Regions from separate parts of the Arachis hypogaea genome. Here region 2 is linked to region 1. A link is a contact called in public Hi-C data. All regions are on one chromosome and are shown on one strand. Each heading gives the region's core, a stretch centred on a gene start, on an enhancer-like site or on the middle of the called end of the contact. The rest is flanking DNA. Distances are from core to core; before and after follow the strand shown.

The links. A called contact is a pair of places that touch in the nucleus more often than the background predicts.
Region 2: a Hi-C map of an unstated tissue shows a contact between it and region 1, with 3 times the contacts expected there. The contact joins the promoter of LOC112715702 here to the promoter of LOC112715699 in region 1. A contact is called at or near these places in 3 of 8 Hi-C or Micro-C datasets (leaf and an unstated tissue).

Annotation. Positions count from the first base shown.
Region 1 is chr10:75,669,356-75,671,954 of arahy.Tifrunner.gnm2.J5K5, reverse strand. LOC112715699 reads right to left here and starts at 1,283. Exons shown (of 3, transcript XM_025767499.2): 1 at 1,200-1,283; 2 at 389-1,119; 3 at 1-307. The coding sequence starts at 1,273.
Region 2 is chr10:75,835,584-75,838,182 of arahy.Tifrunner.gnm2.J5K5, reverse strand. LOC112715702 (NDR1/HIN1-like protein 26) reads right to left here and starts at 1,294. Exons shown (of 1, transcript XM_025767503.3): 1 at 333-1,294. The coding sequence starts at 1,198. The coding sequence ends at 557.

The DNA.
Region 1 (2,599 bases), core at 34-2,533:
TCAGGGCTAGAGAACAAGTGATGCCGAATGTGATGGTCGAAATCAAAGCGGCGATCCCACAGGGAGAGGACCCTTCCTTCTCCTTCAAAATCTTGCAGATGCTGCATATCAATATCTGCAACAATGTTCTGTTCGTGAAACAAAGGAGGAGGAGTAAGAGGAGCAGCACTGTTCTCCACAGAAACCTTTTGCTTCTTCTTCATCTTCTCCGCTGCTCTTTCTCTTGTGAGTACTTCCTCCTTCCTCTTCGGTTTCTTCTTCACTTCCTCAGCTTCTTCCTCTTCCTCTTCCGACTCTGACTCCTCAGCTATACAATCAGATCAACAGAATAATATGAACAAGAAAGTAAAAACAAATATTGAAAATAAGATTATGAAAATGCAGTTACCATTAATGAGAGAGGAACAAGAGAATGGAGCTTTCAGCTTCTGGAACTTTGTGACCAAAGCTTTCTCAGAATCAGAGAGACTCCAAAACACAGGCGAATCTGGAAACTTCACGAACTCAGACCAACAAAGAGGAAACTTTGGGTTCTTGTTCTGATCCATGAAGAAAGGAACAGAGCTACCACCACCACTCCCCTTGACTTTGAAGAAATTGTTTTTGAAGCGGAAGCACCTCAAATCCAAAGACAGAAGCTTATGTAGACCTGGACGAGCATGAATATGAAGCCATGCACCTTTCTTCTTCTCCACCAATTGAAAGAAGTAGAAGAAAGTGGGAACAGTAGGGGTGAGTTTGTGAAACTGGCATAGGAGTTCGAAGCACCGAACGAAGACCCAACCGTGAGGGTGAAGCTGTGTAGGAGCTGCGTCAATCTTCTTGAGGATACTCATATGGAAATCGGAGAAAGGAAGAGGTAGCATCAAATCAGTGAAAAGCGCCTTGTACACGAAGAAGAACCGTTCTTGTTCTTCTTCACCTGAACCGTAACAAACACGGTCAAGGTCGGTGCAGTGTCCGAATGATACACTTGAATGATTTGGTTGGAGGAGTTTGGTTGGGGTGAGATTGGCGATGTTGATGTCTGACTTGGTATTCAAAACTTCAGGGTCAACCCAGTTCCAGGTGCTACCGCTACCACCACCGTTGGAACATTTCTGGTTGGTTTTCGTCATCCTGAAACAGAAAAGTGAGAAGAGAAATTAACAGCATTACCATGCAGCCATGGACACTAATGAAGTGATACTGAGACATACCTGATAAAACTGAGAAGACAAAGTTGCAGAATGTAGTTCAAGCGTCCAACCAAGAGTAGTGATAAATGAGACATTAATTAATTTAATTAACATTAAATGAGCCACTTAGATAAAGGCCATTAAAACTTTTTTTTAAATATTTTTAATTACTTAAAATTTAACACTTATAATTTGATTAAACTATATTATTTTTATTAAAATTAGATCAAATAAATTAATTTGACAAAAAAATTAATAAATTATATTTTAAATTGATTTAAATTAATATTTTTTATAAAAAATAATTATAATATTTCTATTATAAAAAATTATTAATATATATATATATATATATATATATATTAAGAATCCTAAATTTTAATTTTTTCTTTTTTCTGTGTTGCTATAGGATTAGAATTTAAATTTTTTAAAATTAAAAAATATATAATAAACATATTTTAATCATTTTTTATAATAAGATTATTGTAGTCATTTTCTGTAAAAAAGAATATTAATTTAAATCGGTTCAAAGTTTAGTTTATCGATTTTTCGACCAAATCAATTTGTTTGATCAAATTTTGACAAAAACAATATAGTTTAATCAATTATAGATATTAGATTTTAGTTAATAACAAATATATTTAATAAAAAAAACGTTTTAAACATTTTTATGGGAGTGTCTCCCTAAAATTAAATTGGTTAAAATTACTCATTAAAATTAATTTTTTTTATCAAAAATAAAGATATTCGAATCTGCATAGAAAGATGATGTCATTTAAGTTATAATTCATTGACTACTAAAATCACTTACTAAAATTAATTATTAAAATATAAAATATATATTTATATATAAATACATGATAATTAATTTTAATAATTAATTTTAATATATAAATAATATTTTTAAAATAAAATACATTTTTAAGCGAAATATTTAAATGACACTCTTCATAATTAATTTGTAAATGAATTTAAAAATGGTAAAATACTGAAAAATGGATGAATAATGTGTTATGCACAAATGTGGAACTGCTAGTGTCAGAAGCCACAAAACGTAACCTGCCTTTTGTGTAGGACGAAGATCAAGAAAATGTTGCATCTTGTAAAACACAACCTGCGATTCGTAGGGCAGGACAACCAATTTTTGAAACGTGCCAAGTGTCCCTTGCATACAGACAAGAACAGTTGTTGATCAGTCTTGGAGAAGGCAAAACGCAGACTGCGTTTGTTAGCCGTGCAGAGCAAATCGCAGGTTGCGATTGGCAGCCTCCCTAACTGCATGCTTGACGTGTGTAATGGAAGGGTGAATCCGCTTATAAAACCAAAACGTAGGTTCTTGTAAGGGTGAAAAAACGTTAGTAAAGAAGAGTGAAAAACGAGAATGAGGAAGCAAGAGTAACAAAAGGTTACTGAAGGAGAAA
Region 2 (2,599 bases), core at 45-2,544, 170 kb before region 1:
AGGTGTGACAAATCTCAAATTAAAGACACAAAAAAAAAAAAAAAATTGGAATGTGATTCATGGTTGCAAAAAGTTTGATTAAGAGTTTATCATAGATGATTCTTAAAGGCAACGAATTGACATGTACAATCTGCAGATTCTCCAAAGAAAGCTACCAATTTCTTTCTCATTGGAATCTCATTTTACAATGTTATTCATTCAAAAACTTGTTCTTTGTATCCACATAATAATAACCAAAAGAAAACAAAAGTGACCCCAATATCTACTCATGCATCCACTCCCAAAAGCTACTAAATAAAAAGACAGTGAAATTTAATCTTTACCACCACAAATTGTAGTAACTTTTGACCCTATCATTCATTCATTCATATACTTTATTTACAAGAATCACTTTAGTGGCTGCAAAACACCTTTTAATACAAAGCCAACCAAAATCTGAAAAAAAAAACAAGAAAATCTTTGAAGATTGAAGAACTCGCTATGATATATATGATTGTATTGTAATTAATCAGAACTATAATAATTCTTTCATTTTGAAACGGATGGTATGGTAAGTCTAAAGTGTGGTAGAACACTGAGAAGCCTGCTTTGAAGCCAGAGGAGGAGAAGGAGAAGGCAAAGAGGGTCCAAAAGCCATGAAAGAAACACAATTGACATTGAACCTGTAATGGCCAGAGACCCATGTTCCAACCTTCCAACGAAGCTTGCCATTAGCCTTAAGGTTCAAAACAAGTCTTCCAGAACTTTGATCACGCCCAAACTCATAACCAATTGAAGGAGACACAGGTAAACCATTTCCAACCAAAGAAGCAGTTAAGAGATTACTCTCTTCATTGCCTTGGTAGAAAGGAGGGACATAAGTGTCACCAGTTATCTGTTGTCCCTTGTAGCTTCCATAAACTACGATTTCGTCATAGTAGATGGAAACTTTCTGGTTTGGATTCTTGGAGAGGAGGGTGAGGTTGATGGTGGTGTTGAGATTTGGACCTGAGAGGTTGAGTTGGTAGATGTCAAGTTCTTTGAGTGAGAATTGAGGCTTTGAAGGGTGAAGGATGAGATAAATGAGGAGAATCAGTGCTAGAATTGTAGTTAAGAATGCTGAGAATGCAAAGAAGAGTTTCTTGTAGTTCCTCTCAAATCTTTTCAGTCCTTGTTTGTTGGCACAGTGCTTTGGAGATTCTATTGTGATTTGAGACATTTGCAAAAGAGAGAAGAGAGAGAGTGAATTGAAAGTTTGAAGGAAGTGATGTATAGTTTAGAAGGTTAAGGAAGAGTGGGTTGGAGTGGGGTTATATATAAATAATAGAGAGAAGAAAGTAACAATAATTTAGCATGCTTTATTTGGCTGTGACTTATAAGCTTCACCCTTGTGCATGTTGTCGTGATTGCTATGTAATTAAATATTATTAAAATATCTTCTGCAAATTTTCTTCATCGATATTATTGTAAGGAAGCTCTACAGACGTACACGCGTTAAATTTGCATAGGTGAATTGATCTGTAAACTTAGCAGAAAAGTTTAATAAAATGCAATGTGTTTTTCACTACCTTTTTCGCCACATAAAACAAAGGAAACGAAGCTGCTTCTTAAAAATGTGTGCCCATGACTATTTTATTAGAGATGTGCACACACAATTTTGTCAGATATTCTATTTATTTAATAACATAATGAGATAGTACGTATTTAACATTTATCAGTTTTATGGGTAATTTGGTTGAAGAGTAATATTATTAGGTGAATATGAATCTGTTGTGTTGAGAATGCACCGTTCTCCACCAAATGTCTAATTATTTTGGGATTATGCTTCTTTGCAAGCAATTACAGGGCGAAGTTTCAGTGGGACAAGTTTATTAGACTTTTCTTTTCCACTGTAGAAAACAAATTTGCAAATAATGCGTTTGTAGTTGAAATGCTAACAACAACAAAAAGTTCATCAAGGACCGTAGAAAAAAGAAAAAATTATTTGTGTTAATGAAATAGGTATTTGCATTTACATAACATAACCCTTAGGCCGTAAAATGCTTTGGTCACTTTCAAGATGATTGAGACTGCCATATAACACTAGCATCCAAATTTGTGGCCGTAACCGTCCCCATTCCAAACATACCTTTATTTGGTGCAACTCGATACTCAAAAAAGCTTAACAGAAAATCGGAACTTTTTTTTTATATATAAAAGAAGAGAAATCTATTGCAGATAATAGAACAACTTTGTTTGAGCTTTAAGCTAAAATACCTAATATAATGAATTCGGAACCAAAACAAAATTAAAAGGGGAAAAAAGTGCACACTGGATTCAACTCATAATTCAATTCGAGCTTGATTACTTGATAACTCATCGATGATTACGATGTTGTTACTTGAATTAGCACTAAATTGAGAACTTTTTAAATTTATTAGGGAACATCTATCAAGATCTCCATGTAAACAAATAGATAGATATTGTAGTACACAAGACTAAGGAACGGTTGAAACTTGAATGATAGTGAAGCCAATCCGCCGCATGAAGTGCTTATCCATGATGGTGATTTCCAGCTGTAAGCACACAAGTGAGACACGTGTCACAAAAAGATGGTGTGCTAATAATTCAGTGGGCCCCT